5 separate regions of the Sus scrofa genome follow, and all the other regions are linked to region 1. A link is a contact called in public HiChIP or PLAC-seq data. All regions are on one chromosome and are shown on one strand. The core of a region is the stretch at or near the end of the contact, and the rest is flanking DNA. Distances in the headings are between cores, read along the strand shown. Region 1 holds the start of PABPN1 (poly(A) binding protein nuclear 1). Region 2 holds the start of AP1G2 (AP-1 complex subunit gamma-like 2). Region 3 holds the start of THTPA (thiamine-triphosphatase). Region 4 holds the start of ACIN1 (apoptotic chromatin condensation inducer in the nucleus). Region 5 holds the start of CEBPE (CCAAT/enhancer-binding protein epsilon).

The links. HiChIP or PLAC-seq counts read pairs in DNA pulled down with a chosen protein or histone mark.
Region 2: an H3K27ac HiChIP or PLAC-seq map of alveolar macrophages shows a contact between it and region 1. The contact joins the promoter of AP1G2 here to the promoter of PABPN1 in region 1. A contact is called at or near these places in 1 of 5 promoter capture datasets (fetal skeletal muscle), 4 of 47 Hi-C or Micro-C datasets (epiblast stem cells, fetal heart ventricle, mesenteric adipose tissue and 1 more) and 2 of 2 datasets of contacts at active chromatin or transcription factors (alveolar macrophages and skeletal muscle).
Region 3: a contact with region 1 is called in an H3K27ac HiChIP or PLAC-seq map of skeletal muscle. The contact joins the promoter of THTPA here to the promoter of PABPN1 in region 1. A contact is called at or near these places in 8 of 47 Hi-C or Micro-C datasets (embryonic fibroblasts, epiblast stem cells, fetal heart ventricle and 5 more) and 2 of 2 datasets of contacts at active chromatin or transcription factors (alveolar macrophages and skeletal muscle).
Region 4: a contact with region 1 is called in an H3K27ac HiChIP or PLAC-seq map of alveolar macrophages. The contact joins the promoter of ACIN1 here to the promoter of PABPN1 in region 1. A contact is called at or near these places in 1 of 5 promoter capture datasets (skeletal muscle), 1 of 47 Hi-C or Micro-C datasets (liver) and 2 of 2 datasets of contacts at active chromatin or transcription factors (alveolar macrophages and skeletal muscle).
Region 5: a contact with region 1 is called in an H3K27ac HiChIP or PLAC-seq map of alveolar macrophages. The contact joins the promoter of CEBPE here to the promoter of PABPN1 in region 1. A contact is called at or near these places in 2 of 5 promoter capture datasets (fetal liver and liver), 2 of 47 Hi-C or Micro-C datasets (embryonic fibroblasts and epiblast stem cells) and 1 of 2 datasets of contacts at active chromatin or transcription factors (alveolar macrophages).

What each region holds. Positions count from the first base shown.
Region 1 is chr7:75,753,325-75,759,617 of Sscrofa11.1, reverse strand. It overlaps PABPN1 (poly(A) binding protein nuclear 1), which reads left to right and starts at 3,096. Exons shown (of 7, transcript NM_001243548.1): 1 at 3,096-3,454; 2 at 3,815-3,929; 3 at 4,664-4,731; 4 at 5,030-5,136; 5 at 5,678-5,765; 6 at 5,853-6,004. The coding sequence starts at 3,104.
Region 2 is chr7:75,529,476-75,535,768 of Sscrofa11.1, reverse strand. AP1G2 (AP-1 complex subunit gamma-like 2) reads right to left here and starts at 2,638. Exons shown (of 21, transcript XM_013978200.2): 1 at 2,463-2,638; 2 at 1,845-2,049; 3 at 1,034-1,175; 4 at 816-912; 5 at 567-643; 6 at 353-448. The coding sequence starts at 1,117. JPH4 (junctophilin-4) reads right to left here. Exons shown (of 6, transcript XM_001928670.6): 5 at 5,653-6,185; 6 at 2,786-4,439. The coding sequence ends at 4,356.
Region 3 is chr7:75,549,907-75,556,199 of Sscrofa11.1, reverse strand. It overlaps THTPA (thiamine-triphosphatase), which reads left to right and starts at 2,479. Exons shown (of 3, transcript XM_001928723.7): 1 at 2,479-3,661; 2 at 4,039-4,590; 3 at 5,870-6,293. The coding sequence starts at 4,044. The coding sequence ends at 6,015. ZFHX2 (zinc finger homeobox protein 2) reads right to left here and starts at 1,324. Exons shown (of 11, transcript XM_021099229.1): 1 at 1-1,324.
Region 4 is chr7:75,948,639-75,954,931 of Sscrofa11.1, reverse strand. It overlaps ACIN1 (apoptotic chromatin condensation inducer in the nucleus), which reads right to left and starts at 3,729. Exons shown (of 19, transcript XM_021099243.1): 1 at 3,418-3,729; 2 at 1,980-2,045. The coding sequence starts at 3,597. It overlaps C7H14orf119, which reads left to right and starts at 3,885. Exons shown (of 2, transcript XM_003128551.4): 1 at 3,885-4,062; 2 at 5,885-6,293. The coding sequence starts at 5,886.
Region 5 is chr7:75,924,103-75,930,395 of Sscrofa11.1, reverse strand. It overlaps CEBPE (CCAAT/enhancer-binding protein epsilon), which reads right to left and starts at 3,744. Exons shown (of 2, transcript XM_001924414.4): 1 at 1,713-3,744; 2 at 447-1,130. The coding sequence starts at 2,225. The coding sequence ends at 795.

The sequences.
Region 1 (6,293 bases), core at 1,847-4,346:
TGGTGATAAAAAGAAAAAATATATTTTTAAAAAATTTTTAAAAATTTTTAAAAATTTTAAAAAATTTTTAAGTGTTTTTAAGGCATAATCATTATATAAAGTGACATATATTATGTACAATAATTTTCCTTAAAAGGCCCACTTGGGACACTTTTTCACTTTGACAAACATCTTTATTTTCAAATGTTTGTCTAGTTTTCAGATTATTTTTTTCTTTTTTTCTTTTTTTTTGTTGCCACCCTCACAGGATGTGGAAATTCATGGGCCAGGGATCAAACCTGAACCACCACAGTGACAATGCTGAATCCTTAACCACTAGGCCACCAGGGAACTCCCAGAATCTCAACATTTTAAAAGCTTTTGTTATATATTGCCAAAGAAAAGATCATACTTTTTTTGTTTTGTTTTTGCCCCAAAACCCAAATTGGTTTTTTTTTAAAATCAGATATACATAATTTTAATAATACTTAAATACAATTTTACATTCTCTGACCTACCGAAAATTATTTTTGCAAGTTTATCACACGTTGTGTGTAAACTTTTTTTTAAAAACAGGTGCATAATAATTTTTGGGTATAATTATAGTTTGCCTGAACATTTGTCTATTGCTGGAATTTAGTCTTCTCAATTTCAACACTTGCGAACTATAATCTTTGTGTATTAAAACAGACCTTATAGTAATTTTGATCTGAGCTTTGAAAGCTGGCTTTGAATTCTCTACTCATTTCTAATTAGTTCCTTGACTTGGGCAAGTTACTTCATTCCTCATCTCTAAAAAAGGTTATGGTTTTTAGACTCTTACTTCATGTGAGAATTCAATAAGAATATAACAAGGAGTCTAGGATTGGTGTCTGTTAACAAAATCAAGTGCTCAACAAAATCGAGGTTCAAGGGCATTATTTTAAAAAATCACATTTCCCTTAATTGGCTTTCTTAGTTTAAATTAGGTGCCAATAGGCGCTCCCACTGTAGTACAATAGGGTTGGCAGCAACTCTGCAGAGCCAGGACCCCTGCTGGGTCCCTGGCCTGGCACAATGGGTCCTCAGATCCTGGCCCAGGGTCCGGTGTTGCTGCAAACCGGGGCTCAGATCTGATACTTGGCCTAGGAACTCCATATGCCTCAGGGTGGCCAAAAAAGAAAAAAAAAAAGGTAATTAGGTACCAATAAACACCTAAGACTTGGTTTGCTTAAAATCAGTAGAGAAGATTTTTCTTCCAGCAAACTCACAATTGTTTAGAGCTTATCTTCGGTGTTCAACTAAGTTCTCCCAGACCACTGAAGCTGAGATGGCTGATGAAGTAATTTTCAGTGAAATTTTAAGCAACTGTGACTCTGCTCCAAGTTCCCCTATTCCTGAGGTAAGAATTTGTGTGATAAAATGAGGGTGTGGGGAAGAATGGGGTATACTGGGAAACTTTTGACTTTGGTTTGCTAATAGGAATCTCTTCTCATCCAAATCCCCCTACCCCAGCCATGCACATCCTGTCCAGGTTGTTTAACTATTTGGTTGAGCTCATGTGAATCTGGCTCTGAAACCGGTAGCTTGGTCTGGCTATAAATATCCCTCTTGCAAACTTAGCACCGCCGTTCCTTCCTTTTTAATAAATGAGTAGCATCACCCCTAAACTGTAGCAATCCTGCCTTCCAGGGCTAGGTCTCAGTGGTATCTCAAGAGTGCAGCAGTGCGGTGGAATTCCTCTAGGGTCTATAGGAGGGGCTGGGGGCTGGGAAAGCGTTGAAGATGAAGGGTGGCACCCAGATCCTCAGCCCATGCATCCTGTGGTCAACCATTGAAAACTATGTTCTAGGCATGTTGCCCCCATGGTGGAGGTGCAAATTTAGAGTCCAATCTCGTCTCCAAGCTCTTGCAAACTCTAGTTAGGAAAGGCAGCACAGAACACTCAAACGCACAGCGGAGGAAGGACCGCTTGTCAAGGGAGAAGACGGGAGGCTAGTGGAAGGCTTCCGCAGGGGAGGTGAAGACGGGGTTTGTAGCTGTCTGCTTGAAAAAGGACTGACTGCATGTAGAGGCACAGACCTGGGTGCAGATACACCCGCTGGAATGAAGATTGTGGAAATAACACCAAGTAGTCTGGTCCTGAGGTCTCTTAAGGCCTCAGCAAGGAATTTTAAGACTTTACCTGGCCAGCAAAGGGGAGCCAGTTCGGTCTGGTAGTGGTGTGGATTGAAATGGTGACACTGGAAGCTGACACATTAGGGAGTTGTAGCAAACATTCCAAGCAAGAGAAAAACAGGCTGAAACTGGGACATAAGCAGAATGCTTGGAAAGTATGCCTATGTAGGAAGACAGCACGGTTAGAACTTGTGACTGGTACTGGAGTGAGAATTCCTCCCTGCTTTCTGGTTTGGGGAGACCTAGTGCATAATGGTGCCAATAACCTGAGTGGGAAAGGTAAGCTCCTTCCTGGAGAGCGCCATTCGGAACCCTCCATTTCCAGCAACATCCCACCTACTGGGGCATTCCTGGTGCCCAGAAACAGGTTTCCAGAAACCGCCGCAGAGTTTCCGACCTCTGCCTTTCAAAAGTTCAACCTTGATACTGGCAACCAACAGTATCAAGATGGCGGCACCCTAAAGACTAGTCATGTGACCTAGGGTTTCCCTCGCTGGAAGCCGAGCAGTTCGTTTGGGGGCAAAGTTCACCTGTCACAAAACGGGGGTCAGCCCTTCGAATCTCGCGAGCCAGTCGGCGTTTGAGACTGGGCCACTCCGGCGAGGGGATCGCTAGATTGGTCCTTTCCACTCGCTCAGCCAGCGGCCAATCACGGAGCGCCATACTTTGCGGATCCGCCCGTAGGCGGGGGAGAAGCAAGAACGTCGTCACAGCGTGGCGGCATTGTTACCTAAGGGCTTGAGAGGAGGTGGTACGTGCGTTGATTGACAGACCGATTTCCCCTACCGGGATTTGAGAATTTGGGGCAATCCCCCGCCTTAGGGGTGGGGTCTTATTTGATTGCCAAGTAATATTCTCCAATGGACTCCTAGCTCGCCGTGATGGGCAGGCTGCTTGACTAATGAATCCTCGGCGTGGCCGGCGCAGCTCTCCAATCGTTGGGCGGCGGGCCCCAGTCTGAGCGGCGATGGCGGCGGCGGCGGCGGCGGCAGCAGCAGCGGGGGCTGCGGGCGGTCGGGGCTCCGGGCCGGGGCGGCGGCGCCATCTTGTGCCCGGGGCCGGTGGGGAGGCCGGGGAGGGGGCCCCGGGGGGCGCAGGGGACTACGGGAACGGCTTGGAGTCTGAGGAGCTGGAGCCTGAGGAGCTGCTGCTGGAGCCCGAGCCGGAGCCCGAGCCCGAAGAGGAGCCGCCCCGGCCCCGCGCCCCCCCAGGAGCTCCGGGCCCTGGGCCTGGCTCGGGAGCCCCCGGCAGCCAGGAGGAGGAGGAGGAGCCGGGACTGGTCGAGGGTGACCCGGGGGACGGCGCCATTGAGGACCCGGTGAGGGAAGGAGGGCGAGCGAGCAGGCCGGCGACCGGCCGGCCGGGTCACGGGAGGCCCAGAGCTCGGGCGAGCGGGAGGCGGGCGGGGGGTGGGGGTGGGCGGGGAATAACGTGGCTGGGGCCGGGCTGGGGACGCAGCATCGACCGCCAGAAGGGGCCCAGCCGGGTGGATTCGGACGTAATGGGTGTCTAGTGTTGTTCTAAAAAAGGTAGCTTGATTTTCTTTTTATCATGACCCTCGCGTGGGGCAAGGGAAATGGCAGAGCATGGCTGGGGCCGCGCGCCGATCGAGAGCAGGGCAAAGCCCCTGCGTTGGTTCCTCTTAAGCTCTTCTCCATACCCTCCCCACTCATTGTAGGAGCTGGAAGCGATCAAAGCTCGAGTCAGGGAGATGGAGGAAGAAGCTGAGAAGCTAAAGGAGCTACAGAACGAAGTAGAGAAGCAGATGAATATGAGTCCACCACCAGGCAATGGTGAGTAACTGGCGGTTACACGCGGATCCCAGGTTCTCGCATTGGAAGGGTTATGGGAGCACGGTTCATATGGGATTGGATGCTCCATACCTTGGAGCTGCTTGTCTGAGCAGTTATTGGGCAGGTGCCTCGGTCGTAGTCCGTTGTGTGTTTCTGACCTTTGTGAGACCGAGTCTGTTTTGGTGATGGTAGTCTTGTGCCTCCCTTTGTTCCTGTTACAAATGTGTTGCTCTTTGTTCTTAGTCTTTCTCTGCCCTTTGTGAAGGTTGCCAGCTGGCATTTGACCTTCAAGTCCAATAGTTCTCTCAGTTGGAGACCCTTTAGTTAGGAGTCTTAAGAGAACTGCTCAGCTTCAGGGGGCTTCCTCTCTAATCCAGAAACGTCCAATCTCAGCCCACTTAATTTTGTTCACTTTCCAGATCATTGCAACCAAAGCTATTCAATAGGGACTTGATTTGGGGTTGGGAGGGAATTCCTGTACTGTTGTGGTTTTTTTTAGTTTGTTTTTTTCTTTTAATGTATTGATCTCTTCTTTCGTTTGTCAAATATTTAATGAGCACCTACTGTATGCTAGACTGTTTTATTGTGTTCTAAGCAGTGGGAATAGGGGCTAGAATAGACCAAAATCTTTGTCTTTGCTAGTGGCGGTTGTGGTAATGGTGTGCATATATTGGCTAAGTAAAAAAAGGATTTTTTTCTGATTTTTTTTTTTTTTTTTTTTCCTTCCCTCATAGCTGGCCCAGTTATCATGTCCATTGAGGAGAAGATGGAGGCAGATGCCCGATCTATCTATGTTGGCAATGTATGTACTAGGACCTTGATTGAGGTTGGGGAAGCTCTTATTGTGGGGGGGATTATTTAATGGGAGTCTTGAATCATCTCCAGGATAGGTGGTGGTGGATTTAAGGAGTAGAGGGAGGGTTGGAATGAGGTGAAAGTTAATGGTGATTAGCAGAGGCCATGGGATTGGAAAGAAAAGAGTTCCTTAGAAAATAGAGTTAATTGCTTTGGTGTTTATAGGTGGCCTAGCCCAAAGGCTTGGCCAGTACTTGTTGAAATGGGAGTTTGCCCATTATCTGTGAGATGTACCCCCCCCACAGGTGGACTATGGTGCAACAGCAGAAGAGCTGGAAGCACACTTTCATGGCTGTGGTTCAGTCAACCGCGTTACTATACTCTGTGACAAATTTAGTGGCCATCCCAAAGGGTAAGTGAGGAAGTAAATTGACATTTTTTAACCATAATTTTATATTGAGCAGTAAGTTAAATGGATGTTAAAATAAGTGGTCTTTGTTTTTTAATGGTAATAGGTATTAGGATTTCACCTAATTGCCTTAAGAGATCCAACAGACAACTAAGATGGGGGCTGCATGTGGGTGGGATCTTGAACTGAATGGGGGGAGGCCAGCTTCTGCTTGGCTCCACCTTGTTCCACCATGTGGAAACCCAGGTTCTCTGTATCCTTTTAAAATAATCCAAGAATAGCTGCAAATTTTGATTAGACTCTTCTATTTGAAAGTTCAGAGGGCAGTTCCTTTGTGGCACAGCTGGTTAAAGAACTGCACAACTGGTGCAAGGTTTGATCCCTGGCTTGGGAATTTCCACATTCCCAAAGTTTCCATTTTTTTGGACAAATACGAATACATTGTACTCAAAGCCCGCCTGCAAGTTGAATTTGATCTCTGACTTCTGTTTGCAGTCTCAGATAAGCAGATTATAGTAGATAAAGTGACAATTATTGTTTTCAGGTTTGCATATATAGAGTTCTCAGACAAAGAGTCAGTGAGGACTTCCTTGGCCTTAGATGAGTCCCTATTTAGAGGAAGACAAATCAAGGTAAGCCTCATGCTCATTGCTGTTCTGATCTATGTAAACTCTTTAGGTTAATTCTAAGGCTTTCTGTTGTACATCGCTCACTCTCAGGTGATCCCAAAACGAACCAACAGACCAGGCATCAGCACAACAGACCGGGGTTTTCCACGAGCTCGATACCGTGCCCGGACCACCAACTACAACAGTTCCCGCTCTCGATTCTACAGTGGTTTTAACAGCAGGCCCCGGGGTCGTGTCTACAGGTCAGGATAGATGGGCTGCTCCTCTCCCCCGCCTCCCGTGAACCCTGTATGCTTCCTTCTCTCCTCATCTCCCCTCCTTTACCCCCTCCCCTTGGTTCCAGGGACTTGGTTTCCTGCCTGTGCAGGGTAAGGAAGGTAGTTGGCAGGCTAGGCCAGGAGGCCAGTCTCATCTTTTTCTGGAGCAGGAATTGGTGATAAGGGCTGGATCTCTCCACCCTGTTCTGAGAGATGCTTCTTTCCCCAGCTTTTTTTTTTTTTTTTCCTTTGAGAGTTGATGGCAGTGAAGGTA
Region 2 (6,293 bases), core at 1,389-3,888, 220 kb after region 1:
GCAGTCTGTGCCTGCCACTCTCCTGCCCAAGACACTGACTAAGCCAAAGTGTTTTCTGGGAGGTAGAGTTTCCATTGTGGCACGGTGGAAACGAATCTGACTAGTAACCATGCGGCTGCAGGTTCAATTCCTGGCCTTGCTCAGTGGGTTAAGGATCCAGCGTTGCTGTGAATTGTGGCATAGGCCAGCAGCTGGAGCTCCGATTCAACCCCTAGCCTGGGAACCTCCATATGCAGTGAGTATGGCCCTAAAAAGCAGAAGAAAAAAAAAAAGTGTTTTCTGTGAGGTGACCACTGGCCATGGGCTTACTAGGCTTTTTGTTCAGGGATACAGGAGGGAAGGGTCAGCCCACCTGTAGGAAGGGGTCGCTGACTCCAGATATGCTGTGTTCTGTGGAGTATCCCGTCGTCACCAGACTCCGGAGGATGTGCACCAGCTGGGGCACCACCTGGAGGGAGGGCACAGCCCAACCTGGGCATTTTTCCAAATCCTCTCAGCCTTCAGCCCCATTCCAAGCCCGCAGCCTCTCTCTTCCTGGCCCGGGGCCCCACCCTTCACCAGCCCACCTTTCGAAAGTGCTTGAGAGCTGCAGGGCTTCGTTCGCAGAGCTCCGTGATCAGCGTGATGGTGCCCAGCAGGATGCCTGGGTCAGGGTAGGGGAGGTGAACGGTGGGCCGGGGCCCAGGGGGGCCTACTGTGCGTGTGTGCTTGTATGCACCTGCTACTCTTCTCCTAGAAGCTGGTGTTCCTGCCCGTGTTTTCCTTCTGTCCTCAGCCAGAGCTGAGGCAGAGGACAAGGATCCCCGTAGTCTTACCATGGTGGCGTTCCCGAAGCAGTTGGGCACAGGGTGGGAGGAAGAGATTGGAGAGCTCGGGGACCTTCCGGATCATGTGCACTGCAGTCAAAACAGCCTGCAGAGGTGGGGGCTCAGACAGGGCGAGGGTCTGCCAGGATGGACCCATCCCCCACCTCCACCACATGGCAGGTGGGTGAGTTTCTGGAGGGGCAGGTGCCTAGAACCTGCCATCTCACCTTCTTGCGCACGTAGGGGCTAGGTTGCAGGAGCAATTTCTCCACCTCATTGGCCAGGTCCCGGCACATCTCAGCAGAGCCCATGGTGCTTAGAGTGCACAGGGCCAGGCCTTGTATGGCCTGAATCCCCTGGCTCAGGTCACTGCAGAGTTTTGGGAGGACGGTCAGGCAAGCCTCTGAGAAATCCAGTCCTTCCCAGTACCTGCAGCAGGCAACCCTTTGGGATTTCCCAGTTTCCCACTCTCCCATCTCCCTGATTCCAAGCACTTCCCAGAACCCTCTCACTTCTTGATGCTGTTGGTAATTAGCAGGTGGGCATCCTGCCTTTCATCCAGTAGAAGCATGGCCCCCAGGTAGCCCACCCTCTTGTCTGTGAACCTGGGGGAGGCGATCAGTTTCAGGCACTCCATCTACAGGGAAGGGGGTAGACCAGGAAGGGGCAGGGATGAAACTGGAGGTACTAACGTCCCTTCTCTAGCCTTCTCCTTAACACCAGATTAACTTGTGAAGGCAGGTATCCCACCACCCTCCCTTCAACAAGAAGAGAGGTTTAGGAGATTCAATTAGCGGGTAGTTTCAAGGAAACAGGAGAATGGGAAACAGAGTAAGAGGTGCCCTGAATGGCGCTGGCCAGAGAAGGAAGGGAATGACCAAGAGGGGCTGTAATGGGGAAGGACTGCGGTGTATGCTGTGAGGGCTCAGCAACCATGCAGAATAAAGAAATCGGGGCACAAATAGGTAAGAGGGTCCGAGACCCTGCCCCACTAGCTTCTCTCATCAAACTCGGAAGAGAGGCGTCCCTGGTCAATACCTGTCCAAAGTGGGCGGGGTAGCCTAACATGTGGACGTAGAGCAGTTTGGCCAGCTGGCGGTGCCTGTGCAGAGGATCCCCATCGCGGAAGGAGGCCCGGATATGGGCGCACTCCTTCTGGATCACTTCCCGCTCCTGGGCCTGGGTCTTGGCCTCACGAATCTCCTGGATTAGCTCCTGAAGCTTCAGCGAGGACACCACCATCCTGGGGGTGCAGAGCCCGCAACGGAGAGGGCTTTGACCCTCTGGCAGGGAGTATCCGGGCTTCCTGCCCAGGTTTGCCCCTATACCAAAATTCTGAGGGTTCGGGTCCCACAGCTCCCCGAAAACCGAGCTCTCCCCCCATGTGGGTTCCCAAATTCCGCCCCCTCCTCACCGCGGGAGACCTCCACTACGCATGCGTCCCCGCGCCCATTTCTACTGAGCATGCGCCGGAATCCCGCCCATTTCCCCCCGCCCCCCACGCTACCCCTCGCCGCCTCCACCTGGTTTCCCATCCCTAGCTCAGCCATCTCCTTTCTAAAGCCCAGCGCTGTTTCTTTCGCGGCAATCTGCGTTCACGTCTCAGGCGGCCTCGGCGTCCCCACACCGGGACGCCAACCCTGACACCAGCCTCACCTGGCTTCAGTCTCAACTCCGCTCCTCTCCCCCCAGCGCTTCCTGGTGCAAGCCCCACCGGGGGTTGGTGCCTGGTCCGGTCCTTCCTTCTCCCCGCCCCCATCGCGGGACCCCGCCCCTCCTGGGCAGTCCTGCTGAGCAGCCAGAACTGCTCTGACCTCAGGCTTTTCTTGTTTGCAACTTAAGGGAAGTTGTTAACTACTTAGGGGAGGTGGGACTGTGTAACAGGCTTGGGGGTCTCCAAGGAGGGCTCCTTCACCTGGAGAGCCTCTGAGAGCTTGGGTCTGCAGCCATCGCACCCGAAGGAGAGGACAATTCCCCCCCCTTTTTTTGAATTTTTTATTAATATATTTTTTTTGTTAAATTTCTTTGTATTTTTTTTTCCTGCAAGACTTGATGTTGGCGGCACTGTTGTAGTTTAATTTCAATCCCAAATTCCATGAAATAGAAATCAGAAGTAAAGGTTGAGAGGGGAGGAAGGAGGGAGGCAGGCCAAGGAGTAAACAGAGTTTGACTAGAAAAAAAGAGGAGGTTGTGTGTGGTGGGCATTCCCAGGCAAGGCCATTCCTTGAGGGAGGGGTTGGCAGGCAGCTTGCCTCTGCCTCATGCAGGGGAGGGAGAAAGGATCCCCTGGGGACCCTGCAGTCCCCTCTTCCTGGGGCTTCCTGCTCCCAGGGGAAAAGCTACTACCAGGGATCGGCCACAACCTCAAACAGGGCTCTCCACCCATCTCTCACCCGGGTTTGACTCCCACCTCTGCGATGCCTGCAAAGTATGAGAGATTGGTTTCCTTTGATCCCCTCCTTCTGCTGTTTTCCCGGTTCACAAGATTCTGATCTGATGTGGGGAAGGGATGGAACCCACTTAGAGGCTATTAAACAGCTCCTGCTGCCCTGTGAGTTCCTACTGTCTTGTCTGGATCGTTCTCCAGAACTGCCTCCCCGCTCCCCCCCGGCCACTACTGCCAGAGGGAGTGGGGCCCTTGCTCAGGTGCCTCTAACCCTCTGCAGTAGAAATGTCTTCTCCAGGCCCCTTAGAAATTTAATCAAAGGCCACAAGTGAGACTAACCAAATTAACTTTTAGGGGAAGAGAGAAAGGTGGGAGAGGTCAGTGGGTAGGGATGCATGGCCACATTGGACATTTTCTTTCCTTTACACATTGCTCTTCACATGGCATGCTCCCAGGGGGGTTGGACGAGGGGCTGGCTGTTGAGGAAAGAAAGAGCGAGAAGATGCTGGGGAGCCATTCTGCTTTTCGTTCCCGTTTTCTCCTTCAGGGAAGGAGAGAGTCGGGCAAGAACCCAGCTCAGTGCTTGGGGATGAGATAGGATCCTCCAAGTTCAGAGATGGAGGCTGTCCCCCCTCCAGCTTGATCACTAGGCCTCAGAGGGACACCAGGCCCCTTGGGTCAGGGAGTCACAGCAGCTCGGCCAGGGCCTTGCCCGGTATGCAGTCTTCTCCAATACAGAGTATCCCCCTTCTCCATTTTCTTCTTCCTTTCCACTCAGCTTCCACGAGACTCCTCAGGACATCAACCCCCCACCCTCATCCAAGTTCAGGTCTAAAGAAAAGGCAGGGGAGGGAGTGGGGCAATGGTCTGACTTAGAATTGTGTGTCTCAGAGAAGAGAGCGACTCTGAGCGAGAAAAGCCCTTCATATGTAAACAATCTAGAGAGAGAAGGGGTGGGTGGGGAGGGGAGTGAGGAAGACAGAGGCGGAGCCAGGAGAAATGAGAGAATCTGAAAGGAGAAAGAAAAAGCAAGAGACAAAACCAGAGGGGGACAGAAAAGAAAGGGAAGGGAGGAGAGGAAGAAAGGAGCAAAAACAACCAGGAGGAAGGAAAGAGAAAAAGGCAGGTCAGAGGAGTGAAGAGAAGTAGGCCAGGCAGGAGCCTCAGGTAAGGAGCTGGGAGAACAGGAACGCCAGGCTGAGGTCCAGGAGGGCCACGGCTCCCACCACCAGCGGGTTGGCAGCTCCCTAGAGAGATGAGGGGAAATGCAGTCTCAGTGCCTGAGGACCAGGTCCAGACTCTACCTTCCTGAGGTGGCAAAGCAGAGGGGGTCCCAGGCACCTCTCCTCAAAGGCCAGAGCTGGGAAATCTCCAATCTTTGCTTTTTTGGATTGCAAAGCACCCCTCTGCTTTCAGGCGGGGCCCCACCTTCCCTCTGGCTCCCTCGAGTCAGCCCTTCCCCCGCTCCCTCCCCTCCCCTCCCCTCCCAGCAGCACGTGGCCCAGGCAGAAGGTGCCTGGCCTTAGTAGCAGACGTTGGCAGCAGCCGCCTTTACTGCAGTGAAGCAGAGAGGGATGAAGGGGTGAGGAGGTGGTTGCTAGGAAACAGGAGAAGGCTGGGAGTCCAATCAGAGTGGAGGGTTCTGGGGAAACTCCACCCCTCTCGGTTTTCTGCCTTTTTTCCTATTTCCCTTCTTCCCCCGAGAGGGAGGGAGAGTCAGGGTAGGGAGGGAACAAGCTTTTCCTTTTTTATTTCTGGGCACCAAAGAGAGAAAGTGTGGAGGTGGGGGTGGGGGTGGAGTAGGAAACTGAGAGCTGGAAATGATACGAAAGGAGAACAGGGAAAGATGTTCTGACTCTACTGTTAATTATTAGCTGGAAACCTTGGTGAGTTACTCTAAGCGCTCCGGGCCTCAGTTCCCTCATGTGTCAAATGAGGGAGTTAAAGGTCTCTAAGTTTCCTTCTAGCTTGCAAATTCTCTCTCTCTCTCTCTCTCTCTTTTTTTTTTTTTTTTTTTTTTTTTTGTGTGTGTGTCTTTTCTAGGGCTGCACCCGTGGCATATGGAGGTTCCCGGGCTAGGGGTCTAATCAGAGCTGTAGCCGCAGGCCTACACCACAGCCACGGCCACGCTGGATCTGAGCCGCATCTGTGACCTACACCGCAGCTCACGGCAACGCCAGATCCTTAACCCACTGAGCGAGGCCAGGGATCGAACCTGCAACCTCATGGCTCCTAGTCAGATTCGTTAACCACTGAGCCACGACAGGAACTTCTCCTCTATTTTTTTTCTTTTTTTTTGGAGGTGGGATATAGTCCAACCAGGCAGGCAGACAGGAAGCTGAGTGTGAATCAAGCCCCTCTGAGGGGTCTGGAAAGGACGAGAGGCCAGGCTTTGAGGAGAAGAGGGGCCAGCAAGGAGCAAAGACTGAGGGCACAAGGTTGGGAGGGTGGGTCTCTCACCCGCTGCGCGGGCCTGTCGGTGGCAGCAGCCTCCTCAGCCTCTTCGGTCAGGCACCCGGCATCAGGACCCCTCGAGGACAGGCCCCTCAGGACTGGTGAGGCCACAGGCTCAGGCTCGGCGCCCCCTGGGGTCTTCAGCTGGGGCAAGGGCTCTTCATCCTCCCCGTCCTCCTCTCGAAGACTTCCGGAACTGTCGCTGCAGCCTCCGAGGAGTGGGGAGCCGTCTCTGGGCTCTGGCCCCTGCAGCCCAGCCTCATCCTCGGCCTCATAGCCAGCGAGTTCCTCTGCCTGCTCACCTGGGCCCCCCCACTCCTCGGGCCAAGCTTTGGGGCCGGAGAAGGGACCCCGGTCCCCTCCAGAAGGCAGTGGGCTCCGGCAGGCAGGGGGGCGCCAGGGTTGGCGGGAGGAGGCGGGGCTGCTGGGAAGTTCAGGGGAGCCCTCTGAGGGGGTCAGTCCATTCTCATACACCCCAGGGCTGTCCTCGTCCAAGGGCTCTGTGTCCGAACCTTCCGAGTCCTGCCTGGGTCTGCGGCCTGGGGCAGGGAGAGCTAAGAATCAGAGGGGCCTCACTGGCCTGGGGCTGCAGAAGCTACAGCTGTATCCCTCTGTCCGGGCGCCTCCCAGGAGGTTACAGCCTTTCA
Region 3 (6,293 bases), core at 1,230-3,729, 200 kb after region 1:
GCAGGGACGGGAGTCGAACCGCGGCCGCCGAGCAGCGCGAGGCGGGGAGGGGAGGGGGTGGCTCTTGGAAGGGACTTCTCCGATGTGTTGATTCCTTTTTTTCCCCTCCTCCTCCCTCCCTCCAGCGCTCACTCCGGGGCGTCGGGGACGGAGAAGGAAAAAAATAAATAAATAAATTCACGGCGGTGAGGGAAGTGAAGGAAAATAATCAATGCTATTTGGCTGCGGCTGAAGTGTTTTCCCGGCTTCGTGAGGGGGTTTCCATTGATTCACCCTGGGCACTCGCTCGCTCCCTGCCTCCTCCTCCTCCTTTTCCTCCTCCTCCTCGCCCTCCTCCTCCTCCTCCTCGCCCTCACTCCTCCGCCTCATTCACTGGCTGGAGACGAGGCGTCCCACACAATGGAATAATCAATACCCAGGCGCCCGGGGCGGCCCCACTGAGCAGGTGCAGCGGCCCACCCGCCGCGGTGTATGCCGGGAGTTGTAGTCACTTGGCTCCTGCCCGCCCACCGCCCTAGAGCGTGGTGTCCGCATGCCTTCGTGGACCGTGTGAGGGACCTGAGGCCTGAAGTAAGGTAGGCCAGCAGTCCTGGCCACCTGCTCGACTCTGTCAGTGCTTGGAGGAGATTGAAGCTCCTAGGGACTCAGAATAATTGCTATGGAGGATAAGATTCTAGCACCTAACAGGAAGGAAGGGGAACTAACAAGGCAAAAAAAGAGTGGGAAAAATAGAGAGAGGCCTCTGATGGCTCTGGGAAGCTGGTAGAAGCCAAGTCTCGTTATGGAACTGATTTAAAGCAAAATAACAAAACACATGACTGCTGTAGGCAAAAGGAGGAGAAGATGGGAAAGTGTTAAAGGATCCTGCCCTTCTTGGTGGCACTGGCTTGGAGCTGGCACCATAGTACCCAGAGTTGGGGGAGAGGGAGGGGAGGTTCTGGCTCCCCATTCTCATCTTATCACCTCATAAGCTTTCCTGTATTCTAATAATGATAACTGCTAAAATGTATTGAGTGCATAAGCACAGTTCCAGGCACTTTTGCATATATAAACTTACTTAATCTACTTCTACAGTTGATGAAACCAGGACACAAACAAGCTAACTAATTGCCCCAAGGTCACAAAGCCAATAAGTGAACATCATTCATGCCAGATTTCAAAAAAAAAATTTTTTTTGGCTGTGTCTGTGGCATGTGGCTGCTAGATTCTGGGATCAAGCCTGTACCACAGTAGTGACCCAAGCTGCAGCAGTGCGGCAGTGACAATGCCCAGTCTGTAACTGCTAGGCCACCAGGGAATTCCCAGGATTCAAAAATATTTTTCTTTCTTTTTTGGGACCACACCTATGGCATATGGAGGTTCCCAGGTTAGGGGTGGAATTGGAGCTGCAGCTGCCAGCCTGTGCCACAGCAACACCAGATCCGAGGCTTGTCCTTGAACTACACTGTAGCTCGCGGCAGTGCTGGATCCTTAACCCCCTGAGTGAGGCCAGGGGTAGAACCGGCATCCTCATGGATACTAGTCCGGCTCTTAACCTGCTGAGCCACTCTTAATGGTTTCATTCCAGAGCCCACACTGGCTGCTATAGCCTAATTCCCTTAAAAGAAAAATATCTTGGGGAGTTCACAGGAAAAAAGGAGAAAGAAACTAACATTTTGAATCTCTGTGGTGTGACAGTTTGTCCTTGACCCCTCACACTTAACTGTGAAACAGCCCATATTTTACCAAAGAGAAAACAGGTTTAAGGAGGCGAAGTAGCTTGCCCATTGCCCAACACCAATAAAGTGAAGATGGGAGTTGTCAACTCCAGGTCTATCCAGCTTTAGAGTCTGGTCTTTTCTTTTCCTTAAACTTACGCCTCAGCCCCACTGGATTGGACCTTATAACTCTGGGCGGGGGGGGGGGGGGGAGAGATTACGTCTTCCCCTGAGCAACAAAACCGAAAAGCAAAGTACAGATGACAAGCAGACCAGCAAAAGGAATTAGGGGCTGAGGTTGCTCCCCTCCCTGCCCATTGGTGCCCATCATAGGGTGGGGTGTGGGGGGGTATGCATCCAAGACACTCTAAGTTGAAGATGCCATGTCTATAAACTGGTGTCCTCCCCACAGTACCTCCCACAGGTCACATGTTTCTAGAAACATACTGGGGAGGGCAGGTGCCCACCCTAGCACTTCTCACTCATCATAAGAGGGAGCCCAGGAGTTGACAAGAGCTGCTGCTGTTCCTCCTCAAACTACCTTACCCAAGAGTCAGACATACAGTTGATGCTTCCAGGTAACCATAGTCCCAGTAAGGAGTAAGGAGAAGGAGTCTTTTCTATTTTTTGGAACCGGTGGGGGGCGGTGGTAAGCAGCTTGATATGGGAGTAAGCAGCCTGGTCCTCCCAAACCAGGAATTGAAACCAGGCTGCAGTGGTGAAAGCCCCAAATCCTAATCACTAGACCACCAGGGAACTCCTTAGCCTTCTCTATTTTGTCTCCCAAAGCAGTCGAAGGGCCATTTTCAGGTCTTCCAGTGTTTTTATTTTCTAAATTTACTTCTCTCTGCCCCATGATATGTGTAAATTCCCAGGCCAGAGATCAAACTACTCCACAGCAGCAACCTTAGCTGCTGCAGTGACTACGACAGATCCTTAACCTGTGTTTTAAGTGAACATGAATATTTCTATTCCTGACAAAGCCTGCTCAGTAGCAACTGGAAACTCAATGACAAACTCCTCAGTTGGGCACTCAAGGCCTTTTCCAACCCGCTCCTTCATTTCTTTCCTTTACCCAATGGCCAGATGCTCTCCAGCTTCTGGGCTATTGCTTACACTGTTCCTAGCTCCATCTAGGTCTCCAACCGTTGAAATCCCATCATGAGTTTAGTTTTCATCCAATAATATCTCTTCCTCCTCCTATGAAGTCTCCCACCCACCCTTATCCTGAACATTCATGGGGATGTATTATTTCCCCTTTAAAACTCCAGAGTGGCTAAACTGGTCTCAGTTATCTTCCCCTCACACCCAGCTCATTGCCATTGGCCTGCACTTAGTAGGCCATGGTAATAGTCAATAAAATACCTGCTGACAGAGAGTGAGTGGCTTCTATTCCAGCCCCATCTGCCTACAGAGTGAGGGGTTTGGACACAGGACTGGGGCCTCAGCTCCTTTCGCACCCGTCTCTCCCCACCAGCCCCAGCTCAACTTTACGTAGAGTCTGGCTGGCTTTAATCGCAGCTTTCCTGTCACTATAGCGACGGGTGGGGCAAGAAAGCAAAGTCTCGCTATGGAACTACATCTCCCATCATGCACCTGAACCCCAAGGTGCTGGGCTCAGCCTGCGGCCTGAGACCCATATGTTACCCCTTCTCCCCACATCCCCGCCCCGGGAGCCCCGAGGGCTCTGGGATGAGGAGCAGAGCGCGGGAGTACCACCTCGCTCCTTGCTCACCGCGGAGGTTGCGGCCCCTCGTAACCTAGCGGGTATCTCGGGCCCTGGCCTGCCTTCGGCACCGCCACATCGGGCCTAACATGGCCGCTTATACCGGGACCTCCCCCGTGTGCAGAGCGCCGGCCGAGGTCCTGGGCCAGGATCTGCTCCCGGCATTCCTCGCGTGCGTGGCGTGGCCTCCCTTCTCTCTTCTCCAGGTCCCGCGAGAGGGAGACTCTGGCGCGTTCAGGTGAGACCCGAAGCTCCGCTGGCTAGTCCTATGGGGAGGTCGGGCTGAGTCTTCCCAGGTAGTGAGCCGCCGACCTCCCAGAGTAGCGAGGTATAGAGGGGGCGCATTGAAAGGACATCCGCTACAAGGCTTGCTTTCTAGGGAGCCTTTTGGATTGAGGACATCATTAGCAGTGGAAGGGGTCTAACCCCAGACCTATACCTGTTGCTGAGCCTTAAAACATCAGACAGAGAAGGCCATCCATCACAGAGGCAGGGAGAAAGGGCCCCCAACAGAGAGCCTTGGGACAGTGTGTGCGACTCACAGGTTCTTGGGGAGGGGGGAAGGAAATGGGTTATTTGGGAGCTCAGTAATGTTTGTTGATGGACTGATTGCAGGTAACATGGCCTTGGGCCTGATTGAAGTGGAACGAAAGTTCCTTCCCGGGCCCGGCATAGAGGAGCGGCTGCAGGAGTTGGGAGGTATCCTGGAGCACCGAATCACCTTCCGAGACAGCTACTATGATACCCCTGAGCTGAGCCTCATGCGGTCTGACCACTGGCTGCGACAGCGAGAGGGTAGTGGATGGCAGCTCAAATATGCTGGGGCAGCAAGTGTCTCAGAACCCTGCACTAAGTACACGGAGCTCACAGCTAAGTCTGCAATTGTGGCCCAGCTCTGTGAGGTGCTGAGGGCTGAGGTCCCCAGGGCTGGGGGTGTGGCTGCTGTGCTGGACCGTCTGGGGCTGCAGGAAATAGCAAGTTTTGTGACCCAGCGCAGTGGCTGGAAACTGGTGCCGTCTGGAGCTGATGAAGAGGAGCCACCCCTCAGAGTGGACCTGGATACAGCTGACTTTGGCTACGCTGTGGGTGAGGTAGAGGCCCTGGTGCGTGAGGAGGCTGAAGTCCCAGCTGCCCTAGAAAAGATCCACAGCGTCAGCAGCATGCTTGGTGAGGGAGATAGGCCCTTCTGTATTTCCTTTGTCCCTCTTCTGGATGTACCCACTGGGCCAGTTAGTGGGGAGGGTCTCCGAGGCTATTTCTCTAAGGGGAGTTATTTTAGCTTTTTTTTTTTTTTTTTTTTTAGGGCCACACCCACTGCATATGAAAGTTCCCAGGCAAAGGGTCCAATCGGAACTGTAGCCCTTGGCCTATACCACAGCCACACAGGATCCAAGCCTCGTCTGTGACCTACACCACAGCTCATGGCAGCGCTGGATCCTTAACCCACTGAGTGGGGCCAGGGATTGAACCCGCATCCTCATGGATACTAATTAGGTTTGTTACCACTGAGCCACGATGGGAACTCTGTATTTTTAGTTTGCTTAGGGCTCTATCAAATCGTTTCCTCTTTTGCAATAGCTGTAGAACCTGGATTTAATCCTTCCATGTGTCCCTGATCTAGCCCAGTGGTTGTCTTAGTTCTCTACCTCCAGCCACTGCATGAGTCTGTCCTACAGTTCCATTTGTCAGTTCTCTACTTCAGTCCTTCCATCCATCCTTCCTTCCTCCAACTCCTGTCCTCTCATTTTTACAACCAAATCCTCATTCAGTTTGTCCTGTTGGCTTGAGTAAAAGGCAGGAACATTGTGTCTGTGACAGACCGCGGGGCAAGCAATGGCAGGTTTTTTTGTTCCCAGGCTTAGCTCCCTTGTAGACAGTTCATCCACAGAAGTATGGGGTTATGTGTCCCATGGGGCCTTACAGCTCTGGATGCTGTTCTTGCCTCCTCAGCAAACCTATGCCATTCCCTGCTTTCCGCCCAGCATGCTGCCAGGCACTAACAATCAGACACTGGCTTATCGTGACTCTACACCACACAGAGGCTAGAATTCTCTGTGAATCCCTCCCCATGGCTGTAGCTGCTTTCTCTCTCTTCTTTCTACATCCCTTGTTTCCTCTCTGTGTGCTTCTCCGTATGTGCTTCATTACCAAGCTAATGAGCTTCGGCCTGCCTGGATGGGCTTTAATCTTGATGGGGGGGAGGGCAGAGCAGTAACAAAAACGAGTCACTACTGAGGTCCTCTGTCTTCATGGCACCTGAGTGCCTCTTCACCGCTTCTTGCTGGAGGAGAGGCTCATGTTTGGCTTCCCAGGGCCACTCCTGGTTGAATGGCCTTCAGAAGCCCAGTGCTGCCTTGGAAACAACTTTGGGGTCTAGCTGCGTGGGCAGGGAGAGTCAAAGCATTCGCGGCTATCTGGTTCTCTCCTCATTCTCCTCTGCCTGTAGGTGTGCTGGTGCGTGAGGAGGCACCTGCCAAGCTAATCGTGTACCTACAGTGCTTCCGGCCTCAAGACTATCAGCGCCTGCTAGAAGTGTACAGCTCCAAAAGGAAGCCAGAGGGGACTGAAGATCTGGACGTGAGACTGGGCTAGGGTGTCCCCTCCTCTGTGGGGAAGAGCATCCTGGGTCTCCTGAGATTCATTCTTGGCCTTGCCGTGCCTCTTCCTCCCTGGCCTCCCTTTGGAGGGAGTGACCCTCTCGGTTCTGCCTGTTCCTTCACCCTACCCTCAGCCATCCTTCCTGGAGCCCTCCTTGGTTGCGTCCTCTCCCTCATCCGTCAGATGCAATCTGCGGGCCGCCCCTCTCCCCTGGCCGCTAAGCAGCCTCCATTGATTTCCGCTCGTGTTTATAGGATTTCCACTTAGCCGTG
Region 4 (6,293 bases), core at 2,480-4,979, 190 kb before region 1:
TTTTCTTTGGGTGAGAAAAAAATCTTTGGTAACAATATTTAAAATCCAGGAGCTTAAGCCCCTTTTCCCATTTTTTCTGCAACATAGACTCCTGTGTCACCCTCTGCCCTTTAGCCTTCTCTTCACAAGTACTCCTCCTGAGAACCTTCTTGCTTAGCAATACCTATTAGAAATCCAGAAAAGAAAAATGAAAAAAATCTTAATACTTTCCTATATCATTAGTCATCTTCCATGAGCATGGATAATGTTTACATTCATCTAAAATAGAGGGAGTTCCTGTCATGGCGCAGTGGTTAACGAATCTGACTAGGAACCATGAGGCTGCGGGTTTGATCTCTGCCCTTGCTCAGTGGGTTGATGATCCGGCGTTGCCGTGAGCTGTGGTGTAGGTTGCAGACACGGCTCGGATCCTGCATTGCTGTGGCCCTGGTGTAGGCTGGCAGCTACAGCTCCGATTATACCCCTAGCCTGGGAACCCCCATATGTCGTGGGAGCGGCCCAAGAAATGGCAAAAAAAAAAAAAATAGAAATTAGTCTCTTGGTACTTCATGAACAGTGAAGAAGTGTGGGTTGCAAGTACTAGAGAATACATATATTTGTTGCAAAAAGGCTATGTTAATAAAAGCAAAACTCCAAAGACTAAAATGTAATGGGCAAAAGAAATAGAACGGCAAAGGATTAACTTATGCAGTTTCTTATGCTTGTTAAAGTACTTAACTAAACTTCTGTAAGCTAGTTAGATTATGATTCTTTTAGCTTAATGAACTAATAACAAGGGAATAGGAAGGCTCTCTTGTTTTTCCACGGTATCTTGGGACTTCATCTAGTACTGGAGCTGCACACCACTGTACTAACAAAGACCTGGATTTTTCCTTTAAGTGCATGACAGACTATGAGGGGATGTTAAAAGAGGAAAAGAATCTTAAGAGGCCATGTAGTCTAAGAATTTTTTTTAATTATTATACATACACATATATTTTTTTGCCTTTTCTAGGGCCGCTTCCTGAAGCATATGGAGGTTCCCAGGCTAGGGGTCTAATCGGAGCTGTAGCCACTGGCCTACAGCCAGAGCCACAGCAACGCGGGATCCAAGCCGAGTCTGCGACCTCATGGCAAAGCTGGATCCAAGCCGAGTCTGCGACCTCATGGCAACGCTGGATCCTTAACCCACTGAGCAAGGCCAGGGATCGAACCGACAATCTCATGGTTCCTAGTCAGATTCGTTAACCACTGTGCTACGACGGGAACTCCTCAGAATTTTTTTTTTTAAACTGGGAATGATTTCTTCCAAAGAAATCTTATGCAGAAACTCTATATACAAAGCAAACCGAAGTACATCTAATCTAGGTTAGGAAGTGAATGTGAACCCCTGGTCAACTGGGAAGAAGATATTTTTCTGGGAAGCCTCCAAAAGCAGTTCCACAAAACTCCAGCAGAGCCATTATAAAACTACAGATCTAGTCCAACCTTTTCTCATCTTATATATGAGGAAACCGAGTTCTTCAAAGATTAGATTTCTTGTCCTAAATAACAGAGCAACTGAAGATTAGGAGTAACTGCATGGTTAGTATTAATACTAGTAATGGTGGATGATTTCCAAAGGACTGAATTCTGGGAAAATCTATGTCAACGCAATAATTCCTTATCAGCAAGTATTTTCCTAAACTGCTCTGCTGATTATCTACTTCATATCTACATTCAAAGACATCAACTACTTTCCCCAAATTAATGGCAAATAAATGACTTCAGAGCCTTGTACTCCACTCATTCTGCACACACCATTTCAAGAATCAGAAATTAACTAGCAGCTCCTGATTCCTGAATTTATTAGAAGTCAACCATCCTAGTATGAAAATATTTCCAACTCATGAACTTAAGAAAATATTGGTGATAAATTAAGCATCAAATATACAATTATCTTGTCGTTCCATGTCTCTGTGCACCCAAAGAGCCCACTCCTAATAAACCTTCTTTCTTACCTGGGAATTTGGCTGGAATGCAGCATGGGGTGTTGAGTGTTTCTGTAAATTTTCTAGCATTAGAGCCTGGTATAAAGAAGGGTGAAAATCAGAAACCATAAAAACAAAAACAAAAAACACCCTTCTCCCAATCTCGACATTAAAAACAATCATACACACTTAAACAGTACTCCTTTTCCAGGGACCTAAAAGCCCTTTACTAATATTGTTCTCATTCATCTTCACAAGACCCCTAAAAGTGGCCATGGTCACTGCTCTCAAATGTACAGGTGTGAAATGCAGGCACATAGGGAAAATCAGTGACCTGGCTAGGCAATAAAATCAGTGACAGAACCAGTGCTACAATCCCTATTATCTTCTGCACTTCTGACTAATGTCCCTTCTAAATTTGGCCCTTCACTTCAAATAATTAAATTAGATTCAAAAATACATGAAACCAAAAAGGTTTTGGCCTGAATGAATTACTTGGTCAGTTACCCAGGAACAGGTCTACTTGAGTGAACTTGTATTGTTTCCAAGAGAGTGGCTCCTAGATTTGTCATATTTATAAGAATTTCAAAGAGGAGGCTACCGAACAAAATGACCAAAGATTCTATAAACTGTGGTCTGATCCAATACACATACGAAACTGTCAGCTTCAGTATAAGCAACGGTTTGCCAACGTAACCCTGAGCCAACCCAGCCCGAATTTGTACTATTCGGCCACGTACCCTAACCAGCACTAATTAAAACCGAGATCCTCACCTCCCCTGCGTCTACAAACCTCTACACATCAATCCATTCACCTACCTCTTGACAATCCCACCTTAATGCACAAAACCAGCCTGTCTCACCTCTCTCATCAATATTCACCAAACTCTTATCCACTCAAATTGCTTCTGGAAGCCCTATAAAGTATACACTCCTCCCTAAGCAAGTCCCTTCAAATCAAGGTTTCTCTTCATTTCACCTAATCTAATCAACTAGACTCCCCCCTCCCCCTCCACCGCTCCAATTCTATTCTTTCGGGTAAGGATACCAACCCCATCAACCCCTCCACCCAACTATACCCCTAACTCCGACCCAGCCCAACTCGCCCCCCTCAGGCCAGCAACGCCGATGGTTGTAGTGGGATTTAACTCCTTCCGCAGCGCATGCGCCGAGACCATAGACACAAACAAGGAGGGGGTGGGGGAAGGAGGAAGGAGCTTAAGACACTCTAGGAGAGTAGCGCACACCCTCCCATTTTGGGCTCGCGCCGCTACCGTTAAGGCGGGAACCGGCGCTATCTCCACTCCAGAGCGAGCCTCGCCAACCACCGTGCGCGCGGATCCGGAGGCTCGCGCTGGCGGCCTGAGCTCGCTCGCGCCGAGCCCGGACACTGCGCCTGCGCCGCGACAGAGACTCGGCTCTACCGGGTCTGCTCCCCTCCGACACGCCGGCAACGCAGTCTCCTCACCCCTTTGAGCCGCTTGACCAGGGCACTCTTCTGCCCGCTCTTGGCTAGGCCTCGCTGTTCCAGTGCGGCCTTCAGGTCGGTCACCCGCAGCGCCTGAAGAGGCTTCCCGTCCAGAGTCACCTCCTCCAGCTCCGCCATCTTGCGTGAGGTACTCGGGTCCGTCCCGACGGCTTCGGGCATCTTCGGTAATTTCCGCCAACGCCCTTCGAACGTTCCGAGCTGACCCCGCCCACTGCTAGAGTCAACCCCTCGATTACCACTTAGAATTCCCCGAATTCCTTCGGAACTGCTCGGGTGTTTCCGTCTTCACATCGGCACCAATCGGTTTTCTCCATCCTACCGGCCGCTCCTCCCTCCCTCGTGCTGCTTTCAGAGCTCGGTTCGCTTCGTCTTACCGAGGCTTTGAATCGAATCTGTTCGGAAGCTCTCGACTCTGGCATACCCATAATCGGAGTTATTCGGCTATCTCCGGACCTAAGGATGAGGCGCTAAGGCACTTGGGTGTTTGGGGCTGGTCCGGGACCGGAAGTGCGTGGGTTTCCGGGCTGGCCCTCTTTAGGGTTTTCAGGAAACCGGGAAGCGGCGGCGATGGTAGGATAGCGCTGTTGTGACGGTCTCCGGGTCCTCTGTGAGAGGAAACGGGAGGTAAGCGGGGTAAAAGTACCTCCCTGGGCCGAGTCAGACTCGGTGTTTGCGGGCTAGTCAGTAGGGCAAGCTTCCCATTCCCCTAGGGAAACAGCTGCCACCCCCCCACCCTCCGAAACCCTGCCACTCCCAGCTAAGGCTGTGTTGCTTTTTGGGACCTCGGAATGCTAGGCTCTGTAGCCTCCAAAGTTGACCGTGTCTTTGGACCCGGCTTGTCAACCAATTCATAATCATTGAACTTAAGTTTACCGTGAAAGCCATATCGCAAGACTCGGAAAAAGTTCTCCCTTTCCACGAAATAGAGAAGAAAATTCCCTTAGGAAGAATTGCTTCTTGTAGGGCCACTGTGAAAAAGGCAACGTCACTGGGAATGTTTTGGTACTGAACTGACGTAAATTGCTTCTGGCTTCCTTTTCTTTGTCACTGCAGATACTCCAATTTACAGCGGAAGAAATACAAACAGTAAAATAGGTCACAGACAAGTATTTTAAGGTTTTCATTGTTAGAGATTCAAACTGAGATTTGAAAACAATTCAAGTTGGCTGACCTTCCAGTTGCATTAGTGATGCGGATCAGTGGCAAGGCATCAATAGATATTATATTAAACATGAAAGAAAATTGTTCAGACATGAATTGTCACACATCAACAGCAGTAGAACACTTGTTAGAGCCCTAAACCACCAAACCAACTAGACTTTTTTCGGTCCTGAATAAACAACCACTTGGCTTTTTCTGTTTTTCTTACTTTGTTAATCTTATTTTGGGCAAGGTGCCCTCACTTAATCTGCTCTTTAATTTTTCCTGATGCTTTACAGGAAATAGAGGAAAATAAGGGGGTTATGAAGTTCTTGGCATATTTCAGAGGTTACATGCACATTGCAGAGAAGGCTCTTTCATCATACAGGATGTTTTTCCTTTCTTCTTTTCCCCCACTGTTGATAGCTTTGGAATGATTAGCACCTGAACCTCAACTAACTGCTTGATAAATTTAAAAATATGTACCTTTTTTTTCATTTTAGGCAAGATGTGTTGGACCTATATATTTATTTTGGGGGATAGGGGGTTCCTCAGCATGCAGAAACTCCCAGGCTAGGGATCGAACCTGTGCCCCAGCAGTGCCCATGCCAGATCCTTAACCCCTAGGCCACCAGAGAACTCCCCCCTTTTTTGGTTGGACCTATGTGAATCATTTTTTGTCTTTACTCAACCTGGAACATAGAATTAGAAGGGAAAGAATGAACACAGAATGTGGAATGTTTTGGTTATTTTTAGATTGTTTATAAGAATGATGGAGAGAGGCAGTGGGTTTGAAAAAGAGAGAGAGGAAGGAGTTCCTGTCATGGCACAGAGGTTAACGAATCTGACTAGGAACCATGAGTGAGGGTTCGATCCCTGGCCTTGCTCAGTGGGTTAAGGATCCAGCGTTGCCGTGAGCTGTGGTGTAGGTTGCAGACAAGGCTTGGATCCCAAGTTGCTGTGGCTGTGGCGTAGGCCAGTGGCTACAGCTCCGATTCGACCCCTAGCCTGGGAACATCCATATGCTGCAGGAGCAGCCATAGAAAAGACCAAAAAAAAAAAAAGAGAGAGAAGAGAGAGAGAGGAAAATTGGCAAATATGACATGCAGTTATTCTTGGGTGCCTTCACTAAGGTAGCTGGATAATAACCTAAATAAAGGACCCTGTTGTTTTTCTGTAAACTAGATAGGTGGAAAGTAATTTTCTTTGTAGATACCAATTGAGAGTGATAAGATTCTATGTTGTTAGAAGGCTGTATTTTGGTTGCTCTTTGTAGAGAGTGTGTAACAGTGCTTTTATGTTTCAGGATGCCACTGGAGTCATCTTCCTCTTCGATGCCACTATCTTTCCCTTCTCCCTTACCCTCGGTACCAGACAATATTTCTGACTCTTCCCCTCCTCCAATGTCTTACATCACTTCCCAGGAGATGAAATGTATTCTTCATTGGTTTGCCAGCTGGTCAGGTCCTCAGCGTGAACGTTTCCTACAGGACCTGGTTGCTAAGGCAGTACCAGGAAAATTACAGCCACTGCTGGAAAGTCTAGAGCAGCTTAGTGTGTCTGGAGCAAACCGACCACCTTGTATCTTTGAGTGCCAGCTACGTCTTTGGGATCAGTGGTTTCGAGGTTGGGCTGAGCAGGAGCGCAATGAATTTGTCAGGCAGCTGGAGATCAGTGAGCCAGACTTTGTGGCAAAGTTTTACCAAGCAGTGGCT
Region 5 (6,293 bases), core at 2,495-4,994, 170 kb before region 1:
CCCAAGGCCCTGGGAATGAGGGACAGAGGTGGGAGTGGGTGGATGGGAGCCATGGCAGGGGGCAGGGTGGGGTGGGGGCGCTGTTAGTCTGGTAGACCTAGATTTGGGATCTGGGGAGACGGACTTGAGTCCAGATCAAGAGCTGAGGGACCATAAATATATCAGAGCCATCTGGAATTTTCTCTTGGTCCCTTGGGGCAGGCTTTCCCAGACCTCAAGGTGAGACAGAGCAGGTCTGGAGCCAGCACGTGGGGGCAGAAGGGCTGGAGCTGCTGGGGTCTCCCTGCCGGCCACAGAGCTCTTCTGGGGGAGTATCCAGGGGCCGCTCCAGGTCCTCTGGGGTGGGGGTGGGGGTGCCTTGGGGGCCCGGAAGGACAGAGTGGGCTGAGTCAGGGGAGAGAAAAGCAGAGGGAGAGATATAGGGCCTGGCTGTGTGCTGCACTGGGGGAGTGCCAAGGGCCCTGCTGAATTTCCTGAATATTCATTTGGGCTTGGAATCAAAGGGTATGCAGACCTAGCCCCATGCATCCCCTGCTCTTGGAGTTCCTTAGGCCACACACGGAAACACACACACACACATACATACACACCCACCCCAGGCCCAGTGTACAGCCCCACCACTAGTCATGCTGCAGTTTTATTCAGCCACAGAATCATCATGCTGGGGCCTCCTCCCTGCCACCCGCTGCCATTTGTCCATGGTCTCTGTCTCCTGGCTTGGCCTGTGAGGGGCTCTAGGACCCCAGCAGGGTGGGGGTCCCCCGGGGGGGGTCCCCACAGTCTGCCAGCCGGGCTCAGCTGCAGCCCCCCACACCCTTGATGAGGTTGGCAGCCTCAGGGATCTGGCGGAAGAGGTTGCGGAGTGTGTCCAGCTCCTGGGTCAGCTGCTCCACCCGACTGCGCAGACGCTCGTTCTCGGCCATGTATTCCAGCACCTTCTGCTGCGTCTCCAGAATGCGCCTCTTGGCCTTGTCCCGGCTCTTCCGCACGGCAATGTTGTTTCGCTCCCGCCGCAGCCGGTACTCCAGGCTGTCTTTGTTCACGGCCTTCTTGCCCTTGTGTGAGGGGCCAGCTGGGGAGGGCGCCTTGAGGAGGGGGCTGCAGGGGGGTGCAGCAGTGGCCAGAGGGGCCTGGAGGGGAAGGAACAGAGGGACAAGAGTGAGGGCTGCTGGGAAGCAGAGTGGAGGCAGGGTAGACATCCCAGTAGGCAGAGCACACTTGGGGCATCAGAGGGATGTGGGGTTCAGAGCCAGCTCCTAGCTCCCGGTCAGAACAGCCATCGCCCTGCCAGATGCACGAGGTCCTCTGCTCTGATCCAAACTCCCATTCGCCTCCCCACACTCTCTGAGGACACTTTCCTTCCAACTATCTTGACTTTTCAGTTCTGCCATTAGCAGACATTTCCTCTTCAAGAAGCAGGAGGCAGCACAGAAATGAGTGGTGGAGACTGATGGGTGGCAGAGAGGCTGGTGGGGGCCCTGAGGTCAGGGCAGGTCAGCTGGCCAGAGGGACTGCAGGACACATCGGTGTCAGCCACACAGTGGAGATCAGGGTGGGAGTGAATTCCCAGAGAAGCCAAGAGGGGCCACGACAGGGTGGTGAGCGCAGGGGGCTTGGGGTGGATGGGTTTCACAGAGCAACGCCACACACAGACCCCATCCACACAGACCCCAGACCCTGGATGGCGGGGAGGATAAGCGAACGGCTCTTACCTTGAGGACACGTAGGGGCTGGCTGGGTGCTGCCAGGGTCGGGGGCAGGTGCATGGCCGTCTGCCCACAGTGAGCCACTTGGTACTGCAGAGGGTTGTAGCCGCTGCGGCTGGCCCCCCGGCTGCCCTCAGGCCCCCGAGGCTCCTCCTTCACGGCCACGGCGGCTCTGGGGTCGTAGCTCCCCGGGCTGCTGTAGATGCCAGGCCCCAAGGCCTTCCTGTCGGGGCCGAAGGTATGTGGGGGGTAGGCGAAGGGCCGAGGGTCAGGCTGCAGATAGTGGGGGAAGGCAGGGGTTCCGGGGCCCTTCAGGCCTCGGGCCTCAGGTGCTGGCTTCACAGCGAAGAGGTCGGAGAGGAGCTGTTCCTCCCCAGATTCGATGTAGGCAGATAGGTCGATGGAGGCCTCATGCTCACACATGTCCCCTAGCTCCCCAGGCCCCGCTCGGGCCCCCGAGAACTCGAGTGGCTGCTGGCCAGCCCGGGGCTCACACTCGTAGTAGGTCCCGTGGGACATGGCCGGCCCGCCCCCTCAGCTCCCCGCCCCTGGCGGCCTGCTCTTGGGGCGCCCTTTGGGATGCTCGGCTTGCTATCTCCCCCTGCCCTAGATCTGCCCTAGATCTGCCCTCTCTGATCTCCTCTGTCACCCACTCCTGCGTGGCCTCTCCTCCCTCCTCTGCTGTTTCCTTTTCCTTCCTCTGTAGTCAATGCCTCTTTTCTCTTCCCTTTTTTCCCCTCTCTCCCTGGGGTGACTCAGGGAGGGGCAGGGCGCACCCCGGAGGGAGGGATGCAGGCCTTAGAGAAATGGGGGCCCTGGCCTGTTTCGCAGTAGGGGGGCACTCTGGTCAGGCTTGAGCCAGGGTTCTGAGATGCCCAGAAGCTGATGCTTCTGGGAAGAGGCCTCCCCCTCTCATTCGAGTCCGGGAGATTCTGGAATCCCCGTTGAGGGCAACCCCTCACTCTGAGTGTCCTCCTCCCTCCGACTTCCAAAAAGTCCTGTGCAGAATGAGTGCCCCGTCAGAACGAACAGAGAAAACCCTCTCCCAGTGCCGACCCCCAGCCTGATCTGAGCTCCTCCCTTGACACGCCTCCCTCTCAGTCCCCCCCACCTCCCAGGGCTGGGCTCCACCTACCCCCAGGGCCGCTCAGTTCCTTTTGTAGCCCCACCTCTCTGAGCCACTCTCCGGGGTGCAGGCCAAGGGGTGTTGTTTGAGGGGTCTAGGAAGTAGTTATCAGCCTGGGACTAAGCCTTATACGAGGCCCCGTCTCATGATGCAGAGGAGGCTCTTTTGCTAGGTTTTTGCACCGGCTCTGTGCAAGAGCCCAAGCCCTCACGTGTTTCCAGCCTGGGCCAGCGCTAGCAGCCTGGCATGGGCTGTGACTGCCCAGGCTTGGCTGAGGCACCTGCTCAGGGCTTAGGCCCTGTGCTCCAGGGCCCAGCAGGCTGCTGCCCCAGGAACTGGCAGCTACATTCCTCTCGTGGTTCCAGCGTCCGGCCTGCACTGCCAGAGCTTCAGGCTGGCGCTCTGCCCTCCTTGGGTCCTGAGGGCTCTGCCCGCTTCCTGTGCCTGGGCCGCAGGGCTCAGGCGCTCGCTGCAGCTCGGTTTGCTGTTTTTCCTTCTGCATGGCCGTTCTCTGACCTCTATGCGTGTCTCTTGGGTCCACTTCCTCTTGTGAGGGTTGAGAAGCCTTCTCTTTTGTCATCACCTCTTCCTGGGGCTCTGTTTCAGGGTCTCCAGGAGAAGCCCATGGCTCGCTCTGCACTTTTGGTCTCAGGCTGGGCCCCCTCTCTCTTCCCTTTTCTCTTTCCTCTGGGAACTCCCCACTCCCTCCTGTCAGAGGCACTTGCTGTGGCCCTGCTTTTACCTGTTGTATCTGCAAAAGGGACTCTGGGTGCGGTGCAAAGGAAAGGACATGTGGAAATATGTTACTGGATCTTTGTCACCAGCAAATTCTGTCCGTGCCCTGTGGAGGCCAGAAGGTTTAATAAGTCAGGCACACCAAGGGTCAGGCCATAAGGGGGCAAATGCGGAGCAGCTACATGTGGCACTAAATGCTAAAAAAAGTAGGCAGGAATTCCCATTGTGGCTCAGCAGGTTAAGAATCCGACTACTGGAGTTCCTGTCGTGGCGCAGTGGTTAATGAATCCGACTAGGAACCATGAGGTTGTGGGTTCGGTCCCTGCCCTTGCTCAGTGGGTTAACGATCCGGCGTTGCCATGAGCTGTGGTGTAGGTTGCAGACGTGCGTGGCTCGGATCCCACGTTGCTGTGGCTCTGGTGTAGGCCGGTGGCTACAGCTCCGATTGGACCCCTAGCCTGGGAACCTCCATATGGCGTGGGAGCGGCCCAAGAAATAGCAAAAAGACCAAAAAAAAAAAAGAATCCGACTACAGTCCATGAGAATGTGGATTCGATTCTTGGTCTCGCTCAGTGGGTTAAGGATCCAGCATTGCTGTGAACTGTGGTGTAGTTTGCAGATGTGGGTCAGATCTGGTGTCGCTGTGGCTCTGGTGTAGGCCGTCGGCTACAGCTCTGATTAGACCTCTAGCCTGGGAACCTCCATATGCTGTGGGTGTGGCCCTGAAAAACAAAAAGCAAATAAATAAAGATAACGTAGGCAGCCTGAGACAGGGCTCCCTGCAAATCAGGCAAGCTACCCCTCTACTTAGCATCCCCTCCCTCCACCTCCCCCAGGAGCTTGCTTGCTTGCTTGCTTGCTTGCTTTCTCTCTCTCTTTCTTTCTTTTTTCTTTCTTTCTTTTTTTTTTTTTTTTTTTTTTTGTCTTTTTGCCATTTCTTGGGCCACTCCCACAGCAATATGGAGGTTCCCAGGCCAGGGATCCAATCAGAGCTGTAGCCACTGGCCTATGCCACAGCCACAGCAATGCCAGATCTGAGCCGCGTCTGTGACCTACACCACAGCTCATGGCAACAATGGGTCCTTAATCCACTGAGCAAGGCCAGGGATCGAACCCTCGTCCTCATGGATATTTGTCATGTTCGTTAACCACTGAGCCACGACAGGAACTCCCCCAGGAGCTTTCTGTGTACAGTCTGAGGTACTTTCTCTGAAGGTCCCGAGCTGGCATGGGGAGATCTGCTTGCATCCAAGAGACAGAGCTCAGGTACCCAGATGGGGGAGATTTCTGCCTTCTCTCCATTTCAAAGGACCCTGTGACAAACAGGTCTCAGAGCTGAGCTGCTTCAGTTTGGCAGCAGTGTCTCATTTAACCACCAGGTGGTAATATTCGTCCAAAATTCAGGACTTGAGGGGCTGCTGCAGTCAGGAATCAGGTAGCCGGCAGAGGGCAGCTTCCCACAGCCCTGGCAAGGGCCAGACGCCTGGAAGGAGGAAGAGGAAACATGGCTGAGATGGGGCTCGCAGTGCAGTTGCAGGAAGAGCGTGCAGGCAGAGAAGACTGGGGCCAGGCCCTTGTCTTCATGAGGAGAAATGACACCCCAAATAGTGACGATAGTTAAGGCCTTGCCATTTCTGGTGTTATGCTTTTTCGATTACTGAAACATACGCTTTTCCTTGCAGACCATTTGCCTGTGAATTAAATAGGAAAGTAAGCAAGACAGATGGTATTTTTATCCCTGCTTTATAAAGGAGGAAAACAAGGCTGAGAGACTGAGCCGCCCAAGGTCATGCAAGGATGTGGCATCAACCTGAGGAAAGGGTAATAGTCTAGTTCTTGCAACCCCCCAGGGGGTGAAAGGAAGGGGAAAGGGGGAGCTGTGTGACTCAGAGAGCCTTCTTTGACCCCAGTTGGCCACCCTAGGGGGAGGGGGAGACTGCGTCAGGAGCAAGGGAGCAGGCACTGGAGGAAGCAGGAGGTGTGCAAATAGGCCGGCAGGAAATGAAAAAACTCGGGAGCTCAGCCGGCAGCCGTGGGGGAGATAAGTGATCTTGGCTTCTCATCTCCTGGGCTGACGTTGCTGGAGCACCGACAAGCCGTGTTTCCCAGTAACCGGGGTGCTCTGGATGCCTGGGCGGGGGGTGGGGGTGAGGGGCCCGCACCGCAAGGAGGTGGGGAGAGCAGTGCCAGTCAAGGGCTGGGAGATCCTTGGGTTCTGCAGAATTGCTCAGGAGCGGATAGAAGCCCCCCATGGTCATTTGGTCAGCAGGATCATTTTTTTTCCCTGCAACTGCAATTTTTTTCCTTGTGTGCATTAACTGAAACCATGCACCTGTATTATCTTCATGACTTTGTAACAGGTTCAAACACCACCTCCATCACCGAGTCTTTTCCACAAAGAGGCAGCATGGCAGTGACAGGTCAGAGAGAACCGGGCTCAAATCCCCCTCTGTCACCTGCCGCTCGGTGACCTTCAAAGTCTCAAAGTCGTTCAATGAGGTACTGAATCTGACTTGTAAAAAGGCAATAGTAACGCCTACTTTGTTGGTTGTTTAGTTAAACTTGGAATAAGATAATGTAGGGAAAGTAACTGGTCTCAGCCGGTCAGTCTCCTTTCCCGCCTTCCTCTGACTGCCCCCTTCGGGGCTTATCTGTGTCTCCTAAGTGGCATACTATCTGCTGCCTTGCCTGAAGCCTCAATTGGACAAGGCTTTTCTTTCTTTCTC